3 separate regions of the Gossypium hirsutum genome follow, and all the other regions are linked to region 2. Evidence: chromatin contacts called from public Hi-C data. All regions are on one chromosome and are shown on one strand. Each heading gives the region's core, a stretch centred on a gene start, on an enhancer-like site or on the middle of the called end of the contact. The rest is flanking DNA. Distances are from core to core; before and after follow the strand shown.

Region 1 (3,861 bases), core at 521-3,020, 670 kb before region 2:
CTTTTAACTAACAACATAAGATTAAAGGCTATACTATATTTTATAATTTTTTTACAAAACAATTTCTATTTTTTTTATATTTAGTTAACATTTTATCATATTATAAAATTATCTTTTGAGATCTTTAATCTTGTTGCATTTTAGAATTGTTAGCATATACAAAAGGACTATTAAAAAAAGAATAAATTGCACATATAAAACTTGTACATGCAATAATCTTCTATTCAATTTTAAATGTTTGAAGTTAATATCCATGCAATTCCAATTTTTAAAATAATTTTCTATTATTTAAATTTAGAAGTTATACTTTTAATTTTTTTAATTTTATATTATAAATGTTTGATTAATAAATAAATGGTGAGTATTTGGTACTCAAATAGTATATTTTTTTGTAATTTTAAAAAATTGATATATCTTTTTTAAATATTTATTTATTTTAATATTTTACTATACTCATTAATTTTTTAATCCTAATTTTAATTTAATTTTCATCATCTAATGAATGTTGATAAATTTATTTCAAATGTATTTTGACTAGATAGATAATCTATTTAAATATAGTATATAATTATGTTAAATAAGTTTTTTTTATAGAAATATATAATATACATAAAATATAATAATTATTTTTCATATTTTTATATCTAGATTAAATTACATTAGTAGTCACTTAACTATGATTTTTTGGCTATCGAATTATAAAAACTTACAAAATGATCACTCAACTATTAGTAATTTTTTAAATTTTTTTTTTTAATATTTTACCATACTCATTTTATATTTTATAATTTTTTTACTTATAGAGTTTAAAAGTTTTATTTATAATGTAACAAATGTTAACTTTTTGTAAAAAAAATTTAAACTCTATAAGTAAAAATATAAAATATAGTGTAGCCTTTAATAATGTGATCAAGTTTTGTTATTTGAATATGTATGTTTTTCTTATAAGGCTATATCATGAATATCTTTGCTAATTCTATTTCATATTGAAGATTATCAAATTGAATGGAAGAAGATATAGATTCAAATTGATTATAGATTTGCAAGCCAATAAATGTTTATTAAAAGAAGGTTTGTCATTGGTTTTATGTGTGGGATTGAGAGGATTTAATTATCTTTTGTTTGTGTGAGCAACTTATTTTAATGCAAAACTGTTATAATTGTTCTTATTGTCTGGTTTGCAACTAAGCTTTTAAGAGGAAAGTTTTATTAGGGAAAGTGATCTAAATTATTATAAGAGTGAGGTTGCAATTTGTTAAGTAAATTGAATTTAAATGAAGTTTTTGCACAATAAGAATTATAATGGATTACTCTCTAGATAAAGCCTTGCAAACTTGAGTTTTCAAACTACATAACTAAACTTCTGTTTCCATCTTTTACTTTTAGGTTATCAGTTAATAAGTCCAGTTGCAACTCAACATACATCTAAAAATCAACGAATTCCTAAAATAAATTGGTTATAGAATGCGATTGGAAAGGGAAAAAAAAGCTAGTACTACTACGTGTAGTCGGAAGATATAGAATGTTAATGTTTAGATTCATAAAAATAATTGTAGTGTTAAATTTACAAAATAGATAATGACAAAAAATGTTAAAAATGTGAAATGGGGTGAAGCATGACAGTGACAATCCTTTTAGTTTTACAGTAGCTGCACTTCAAATGGACAGCCCTAGCCATTGCATCCAATTAAAGAAATGGTTAATCGTACTGACGATGGAGCCCATGAGTGGGTGGCTACAGTGTAAGTGATAGTGAAATATAATGCATAATCAGACAGGCAAGGCAATTGGGAGTGATTTGCACAAGCTTTACATGGTTGGTGACCGACCAATGCCAAGCATTAGCATACAGAAAATGGAGGGAGGGCCCATAATTCTCATTTCTCAGTCACTTGCGCCACCACTTTCTATTATTCATTGCGTTGCCAAAATCTAAACGTATGCTAGCTATTAAATAAAAAAAAACCCTTACTATTGACCCCTCCATGATTGGTGAATATTATTAAAGACCAAGATAATACAGCCAACATAATAATATTTCAAATCGATTTGGACCACAAAATTTACGTCAAAGTTGGTGTCGCATAGTCGGCCTTTTTGCCTCACAACATTATGCGCTCACCATTCTCATGTTTATCTTAATACAGTCGAAAACGACTTTATTGGACGAACAGTGCATATCCAAAGCCAAAAGCCATCATTTCTTTTTGTTATCTTCTTTTATTTTGTGTTACATGCCACATACTCCGCTACTCATTCTTTTTAAAACACAACCAGTTTGTCTGCAATTGCTTTATTCTTTTTCAAAGGTTTTTCTATTTCATATTCGAAAATAACAATTGTTCTTAATTTCTAATAATATTATCTTCAAAATTCGAAAGAAAATATAATATTATTAGCATCCCACCAAACAATTATTAATATTTTTTATTCTAACTTTCGTATTTTCTTTAAAGAAAAAATTAATATTCTATCAACGATCGTACTAATTATAATTATAATATTAAAATTCAAAAGATTCATCTAACGGATACGTTATATCCACGTACTTATATGGTACAGCTCTATAGTTCATTTTTAAAAATAAAAGAAAAGAAACAAAAAATCAGAAAGAATTGAAAATCCACTGATTGCACCTACCCTAATCCATATAATATAATTTTTTATATTAATAATTAAATAAATTGATAATCTCGTGAAATGGTCAGTTTAGCATTATTTGTAAGAAATATTTTTGAGGTAAAAAATGCTTTTAAAATAAAAGCATCGTTAAACAATGTGCTTTTGAGCTTTTTAAAAATACTTTTTGGGGTAAAAAAATACTTTGCAAAAGCTTTTTTTTAGCCAAAAGCACAAGCAAAAAGTTTTACTTTTTGCTCAAAGGTGCTTTTTGCTCCAAAAATATTTCTTAGAAGCAATGTTAAACTAAGCCCAAGTCGTTAGTTCGATTTTGGAAATTGTGTTTTTTCAAGATTTTTTATTGACAAAAAATAAACAAAAAAACTCACCATTTTAATTTTAAAATTTCATGAGTTATATATTAATATTTATCAATTTTCATGATTATGGTATCCTATGTTGTCTTTGGTTATATGATTATGGGTTTAAATTTACGAATAATATTCGATGCATTTTCAGTGCATAAATTTATGCATCATCATAAATAATAAAATGATATATTACCATTGATTAATAAAAATAGAGAAATAAATATCAATAATTTTATTTAAATATAATTTAATATTAATTATAATTATTATATTATTTTAAGTTTTGAATTTGGTTTATACTTAAATTTTTTTATTTCCCCAGAAATAAAATATGGTGTTATTGTTGTTTGTTGAGTAAACATCAAATATTCACTAGAACACTCGAAAAAAAGAGTTGGTTTTATGTTGGCGGGGTTTGACATTTTTTTGCAACGAACAACAACAATCCTTTTCTTTTATAGGGTTTTTGCAACTTTAGATGTAAGGATACTCAAAATCTTAATGAGGTTTTAGCAATATAGAAAGTGGTTGAAGCTGTGAATGTGAATAGTGATTGCAATTAGACCAAAATGTCTTCCACGCAAAGGGTAAGGAGTTATCATAGGATACTCAATTGTTTTCGGTTTAGTAAATTAATTGTAAATCTTAATTTTTAGGTTGGAGATGGGTATGGGTTTAAGTTTTGGGTTGGGTTTGATATAGTTACTGCTATTGATGTGGGTATTTAGATATTTGGGTTTAGGTATTATTTGTCTATTGAGTTTGGTGTCATCAATGGCGGATTAATTAAGTAGGTTAATAATAACAAAATAAATTATATTAGGATATTTGTGTAATTTCATATCTTTTACATAGAAAAATAAAAATATAA
Region 2 (3,880 bases), core at 242-2,741:
ATCTCCTATTATTAGCCCCTCAATTCTATTGGCTTTTCTTCGACCTCTCGTACGGCTGTGAAAATACTTGGTGTTTCTATCACCATTTGTCAACCAAACCGATCTAAATTTCTGAAACCAAAGGACTTCTTCATGTTTAAGTACAATATCAATTTCCTTCCAAATTTCAGTTTCTCTTGAGCACAACTGTAGGGAAGATCGAAACTCTAAGATTCTCTGTATATGCTCCAGTTCCCTAATTAGTTCCTTCTTCCTAACAACAATATTCCCATAGACATTTTTATTCCAATCTTGTAGCACGGACTTCAAGAACTCCAAGTTCGAACCCACCTCAATATTTGGATTCTAATATTCCTAAATAAGATCCCTGAATTTTCAATGAAGTAACCAGCTAGCTAAGAAACAAAAGGGTCATCGATTAACATTGGGACAACTAAGGCTACGCGCAATCAAAATCGGCCGATGATCCAATTTTAACCTATGTAAATGTCTTATAAAATGGTTCGATGCAGCTACCTCCCACAAAAAATTACAAATAGTACGATCAAGTATTTGAAAAGCATCCCTCGGTTCTAAGTAAAATGTGGCCCTAAAAATCCCATATCCTTGTGTCCAAATTTAAAGATGAAGCTTTTAAACAAATCCCAACTAAAGCCCTCTCTACTTGCCCTATCTTGTCTCTCCGGACCATCTAAAATGAACTTAAAATCACCTACTAGAATCCATGGTTCACAGACATTAGAAGCAAAATCATCTAGCGCTCTCCACAAATCACGCCTTTTCTGTAACTAGGAACTTGCATAAACAACAAAACAAAGAAAGGCTGAAGAACCCTGTGTAATCCTCATATGGACGACCTAATGGTGAACCTGAATGAGATCAACATTAATACAATCATTCCAAAGGAGACAAATTCCCCCGAGAACTCCAAGGCTTCCAATCTGAAAGAGTTTTGAAATCCTAACCTACCAAGAATTCTATCAGCTCTACACCCACTGATACGCGTTTCAAACAGACAATAAATTTGGAGAGAATTATCTATTATACTACCTTACGAAAATATGAAATCTAGGATGGCAAACACCTTGGAAGTTCCAGAAACACATTTTAATCTTCATAAAAAAAAATTAAGGTTAAAGAACAGACCCAAAAAAAAATCAGGTTAGCAATTTGCCTGAGAAGCACCTGCTACCTCCACATCAACTCCTTCCTTTGCCATAGAAAGCCCACCTGATGAACACCCCAGCCTAATTTCCTGATCAATAACCCCAACAATCCCCTTTATTGCCTCTCCAATTTCAACCAAATTCTAACTTGGATGTCCAATCACAATCTTCGGAGGTTGAACCCTTTCAAAATTCCCCATCTCCATCGGCCTTTGACCAGAAACTTCACCATTCAAAATCGCACTGCCATTCTCACAAATACTGCTCAACTGCTTTTCTCCATGCCTCGTGTATGTTTTTTCAGCTGAAGCTGCTGGATAGCTTTATTTTTCTTTTTATCTAAACCTCTAGAAATTTGTACTAAACTAAAAGAAAAAAGGATCCACAACACCTGCCCCAGCTCTATGGCCCATGATCGACCCATCATTGAAAACTAAAGGCTTCCGTTCATTACCACTATTCACAGGCTTGAGAACATTAGAACTCCCTTTAGGCACAGAACCTGTAACACCCCTAACCCGTATCTATCGTCAAAATAGTGTTATGGAACATTACCGAAAACTTTTAACATAAAAACATCCGTTCTTAAACATTTCATAAGTCATATCATAGTCCATGCACACACTTGCATAACGTCCCATTTTCGAGCCCCCGAGGCCTTAGAAATACTTTAGAAATGATTCGGGACTAAATCAAAAATATTTAGAACTTCATGGAAAAAGATAGAAAAATTCATACTACAGGGGTCACACAGCCGTATGGTCAAGCCGTGTGACTCACACGGCTGAGACACACGCCCGTATCTCAGGCTGTGTAGGCATCCGAAGTTGGAATACATGGCCGTGTCCTTGACCGTATAACTCTTTGACTTGGTTCACACGTCCAAGCCACACGCCCTTGTGTTAGGCCGTGTAACTCTCGAAATGCAACCTAAAAAAAACTTACACGTGACCGTGTGTCATACACAGCTGAGACGCATGCCCGTGTCTTAGGCCGTGTGGAGGGGAAATAGGTCATTTTCAAGTCATTTCCTTCAACCTAATCATGCTCACACATACAAACCGTTTGTACATATTTCAAGCATTCAAAAATGTACCTAAAACATGCATAATGGAGTTAAATCAATATGGTATCTATCCATACAACCAATATGTCCAAAGGCACCTCAATCACAAACACCAAACATGCTTACACATTGCATAATTTTAGCCATTAACCAACCATACATTTCTCATGTAATTTTCTAACAAAACTTACCACCATGACCACATGCCAAAGTCATATACAAACATACCAAAATGGTCACTGAAACATACATCATGTAACAGCCCGATTTCGACTCTAATCGAACATAGTGGTTTTGGGACTACAAGTCTGAGTCAAAAAAAATATTTTAATATTATTTTCTGTGTTTATTATGTGTGAATTTACTAGTGTGAAAATTTTGTGCTTTAATTTCGTCGTTTGAGTGTCAGATTAAATAAAAGGATTAAATCGCGTAAAATAAAAATTTAATGGTTATTTTTAAAAGGGCTGAATAGTGGTTATTCTTTTAATATGGAGGTTTTATTTTGCAATTTGACCATTAAAAAGATAGTGGACGGCATTATGTGTATAATATATAGTTTTTATATTATTTATAAAGGTTATAATATATATTATATTATAATATTATAATTAAACAAATAAAAGCCACTATCATCTTTTATTTCATTATCATCTTACCGAAACTAAGAAAAGAAAAGAAAAGAAGAACAACCAAGCTATTCGGCCATCTTTGAAGCTTGATTTAAGATCAAGAATTAAAGAAATCGGACTTGGATCGGGGGAAGACTAAAGCCGTTGACTAATCGTTCCGTTTCGATTATCGTTGTCCAAGGTAAGTTTATAAGCAAATAGACGTTGTAAATTTTAGATAAATATTAATTATATATGCTGAAATGAAATATGAAAAATATATATATGTGGTAGCCGAATGTGTATATGTTTGAGAAGCAGGGATAGATGTGAAGGTGATTTGTTGATATTTAGCACTGAGTGTGCGAGTATGAAATAGCTACGGCTATATGATTAGCACTAAATGTGCGAATTAAATGATGAGGTTGAATAACGAGCACTAAGTGTGCGAAATTAAATAATGATGTTAAATAACGGGCACTAAGTGTGCGAAACTGAGATTAATTTGGTTAAGTGAGAGAAGAGCACTAATGGTGCAACTTTATTAATGCTTCGATAAATTATTTAGTACAAATTGTACTGATCCGATGAATGATAAATGTGACACATATGTATATGATGGTATAAGTATGTAATATTTAATTAATATATGCTATCAAATTTAGTTGGTTATGTCAATTGGGATACAAAAGTATGTGTATGTGTAAAAAGCCTATATATATTCGGCCAAAGGGTAAGTATATGTGTGAAGTCATAACTATGTTTTATATGCATTTATATATGAATGAGTACATTCGGTAAAGAGTGGTATATGATTTGAATACGAAAAAAATAACTATGTTATTACTTAATGTATATTCGGCCAAGCTGAAATTGGTTCATAGTTATATATTGATATATATAAGATTTGCAAGCTCGAATGTGTAAATATGAATATGATTGCATTATTCGGCTTGTTATTGAATTTTTAACGTCATTGAATTGTTTAATAGCTTATTATGTACATATTTTTCCTTCAGTTTTATAGATTTTGGATG
Region 3 (3,573 bases), core at 408-2,907, 740 kb before region 2:
AATAAATATGCTGGCAAAGTGCTTAGGAGAAAACCTTGTCTATAACCATACTCTGGATGTCTAAGGCACCACAACAACAATATTCTTCTCAGCATTCCCTGGCATCCAGGAGTCTGGAAGTAGCTTCCATGTTCTGGATATAATCGTGATAAATCGTGGTCAACCATTTTTTCCAGCTCAGCATTCCGAAAGAATCGCCCCCAGGTGCTGTCTGCATCAAGAATTATATATCGTTTCAGTAAAGATCAAGCAACGAAGATTTTTAAAAGAGAGGGGAGTATATTATGTTGTTTGATGAAACAACATAAAGTTTCTCAAAGAAGAATATTCCTAACGTATTGGAGAGTTTAATGGAACATTTTCCATTGACAAAGACGAGTTCCAAATCCTGGCTTCAAAACCAACCAACCAATCAACCAGGATGGGGTCGAAAAGGAGGCAAAGAGATTTGCCTCCTATTTGTGGAACTGAAACGAACATTGGACCCATAAACACTTTCTACATAAGTTCAACGTGAATCAAGATAATATAGCGAGGTAAACATAGCACTACTTATTAAAACAAAAACTGATGAATCAACAATACAAATAGGTAACCAATATAATGAAGAAAAATAATAAGAACCATTGGCAATTACCTGGGTTTTGAGAGAGTGGATTGTCCATGACAAGATCAGGGGATTTACTTCTTCCATCCTTTGGAACATGTGGATCCACTAGCAGCCACCTTCTCAACCCAGCATATCTAAATTACAATAAAACCAGAGATTTGAGGCCATAACTGTTGGTTTTTAACTCCAAGAAAAATGAAAAACGAAAAAAAAAAACAACTCAATTGCAATTTAATGAGCAAAATTTAGAACTACTTTGAACAAGAAAAAGAAGTTATAGGAATAGGAAAAAAGAAAGACAGTTGTCTTCTCTCTTTTTGGGGGGTAAATTTTAACCTAGAATCAGCTCGAGTGTTGTACAAAAAAATCAAAATAGGGGTTAAAAAAAAATTCCGGATTTGAAATTAAATAATAATAATAAATCTGGTAATCTTTACAAGGAAAGAAAACCAAAAATACATCAAATACTAGAATTTTTATCAAGGAAAAAAAATCACCTTCGGCGAGAATCAGCAGTTACCCTGCGAAGATCATCAACTGAAGAAGAAGAAGGCAAAATACTGAGACTAATACGCCATCGGACGCTTCTCAGAGAAGCAAAGCTACCCGAAACAACAGGGGACGACGAAGGCGCTTCTTCCTTTACAATCTCTTTGCTCATGTTCTTTTTCGTAAACAACCCAAAGTTCCCAAACACTTGACTTTATAAATGACTTTTTTTTTCCTTCTAAGAAACGAAACAAAAAAATAATCTAATAAAAAACACAAAAGAGAATAGAGTTACGTTTGGGATTCGATCTAAAATTATTGGCAGAAGCAAGAAAGAGAGAGAAAGGGGAGGAGTTGTTGTGTTTATCTTTTACCAAAATTTCTAGCTTCCATTTTCTTTCTCTCTCTCTCTCTCTCCCTTTTTCTTGATAAATGGTTGAAAAACAAAATACAGAAATTTAATAGGAAATTACAACATCCTTTTTACTTTTCTACTTGTCTGCAAGCACAAAAAACCAAAAGAAAAACCCTCTCATAAAACCATTTTATTTATTTAATTATTTATTTGAATAAAACCATTCTATTTATTAATACTATAAAACTAACAGCAGCCACCATATCTGCATAAGCTATTATGTTGACCTGTCTTTTTCATTTTATATTATCATTTAAGTTAACATATATAAATAATTCATGTTATATAAATTTTAAATATTTATATCTATACTATTTATTTATAAGTTTCGAGTTGGGTACATCACCCATCAATCAAGTTTAGGTGTTTTTAGATAGACGGTACATTTATCTGTGATTAATGTAAAAATAGTAATGGCAGTAATATTAGATGTTGTAGTAATACTATATCGTGAGACAAAAAGAAAGTTAAATATATCACACTAGAATAAAACGCTAATCTAAAGGGATTCGAAGAAAAATTATTTTAATATTTTTTTACTTAAAATAATTTATGTTATTTGAGGATTTTTTAATTTTTTTAATTTTAAAAAAATTAATAAAAATACACATACGAAGGATTTGAATTCAAGTAAGTTGGATTAGCAAAACCTAAAATTTACAACTCAACTAAAATTTTCTTTTAATAATTTCATTCATTTGAATTTTATTATGCATATTTTATTACCTCAATCAATTGTATATATTATATTAATAATATTGTTGATTGAAATGATGTCACAAATTAACTCGACACCAACTTAGAATTGATGACAACACATTGATAAATAATTGTATTCATTTATTAATCTTTATATAATGTATTCATGTGTTTAAATAAATTTTATTTTACTTACAATTTAATTTAATTTTTTATTTTAATATTGTATATATTTCATGTGTTATTCTTAATTAGTCTCAAATCATACATTTTATTGTTTATTGTATGGTATTTTTAAACACATGTATGCATTCTAAATACGTGGTTTTCACATGTATATGTACAAGGATGGATCTTGGGGGCAGTCGCCCCCTTGGAATTTTCATATTTTTTAATTTTACATATAAATTATCATGTATTTTAATTTGATACCACATTGTATAACATTTGCCCCCTAAAACCATAAGGTTATATTTTATATTAACAAAGTATTTTTTCAGTTTTTAATTATATAACTTTAATAATAATAATTAAATATTAATGTATGATGGGCCTTAAAAGACTAAATTTAGAAGCTCAATATGGGCTTTAAAGTCAAATTACAGAATTAATTGATTTGGCCCATACCCATACAAATTAGGTTAATGACTTTTTTGCATTTCGATTTGTATGTCTTGCTAAGAAATTATCTTCCTCTGGTAAGGTGTCGACACTGTCAAGAGAAAAAGAAAAGAGTTTGATGTCGAGACTGAGAGCACAAAGTAAAAAATATATACAAATTATCTTCCTCTCGGCTCCTTACACAAAAGAACTCTTATTAGGAAATGTGTTCATAATGTAGTAAACATGTAATTGTTTTCTATGTATTTGAACGATGAATAAATAAATTTCACATTTCACTGTTTTGTATTTGGTATTTCTTTCTTTCATATTTTGTATGCATAGCGAAATTGTAACAATAAAATATTAGTTCATTGATTGTCTAAAATTAAACTGATGATAAGTGACATTGTAAGAATGTTTACATTACGAGAAAGACAACTTACTTCGATAGATAATCTAAACGAGTTTGTAATTCAGTAAAAGAATCAAAGTGAGCATTTGATTCAAATATTGAGAAGGATTATTATGTCATCTACAATTTCAATTGAGGAGATGGCTAGTCTTAGCTATCAGAGCAGTTGATTCCACGGGTGGAGACATAAATGTATTCATTGGTAGAATGATACATTAGACTGGATCCAGGATGAATTAAATTTTAATCCGTTTGTGAATTAATTCACTTGTGACATTCATGGTGTGATTTACCTAAATCCTGAGTTAGCCACCGACCATACGTATGTAACTCATGTGCTTTGAT

What was found. Hi-C and Micro-C count contacts between places; a contact is called where the count stands out from the background.
Region 1: a Hi-C map of leaf shows a contact between it and region 2, with 3 times the contacts expected there. The contact joins the enhancer-like site here to the promoter of LOC107897858 in region 2. A contact is called at or near these places in 2 of 34 Hi-C or Micro-C datasets (both in leaf).
Region 3: a Hi-C map of leaf shows a contact between it and region 2, with 2.6 times the contacts expected there. The contact joins the promoter of LOC107914001 here to the promoter of LOC107897858 in region 2. A contact is called at or near these places in 5 of 34 Hi-C or Micro-C datasets (callus, leaf and petal).

Annotation. Positions count from the first base shown.
Region 1 is chrD08:15,593,126-15,596,986 of Gossypium_hirsutum_v2.1, forward strand. No RefSeq gene overlaps it. Among protein-coding and RNA genes, the nearest start is that of LOC121220283, 57 kb to the left of the region's middle. Within about 2 kb of position 1,771, at least 3 of the 9 cell types and tissues checked have an H3K27ac peak or open chromatin away from gene starts, as enhancers often do. A contact at or near this core is called in leaf, where this site is marked.
Region 2 is chrD08:16,260,032-16,263,911 of Gossypium_hirsutum_v2.1, forward strand. LOC107897858 reads right to left here and starts at 1,492. Exons shown (of 3, transcript XM_041099937.1): 1 at 1,147-1,492.
Region 3 is chrD08:15,523,655-15,527,227 of Gossypium_hirsutum_v2.1, forward strand. LOC107914001 reads right to left here and starts at 1,658. Exons shown (of 5, transcript XM_016842703.2): 1 at 1,108-1,658; 2 at 638-744; 3 at 35-211. The coding sequence starts at 1,271.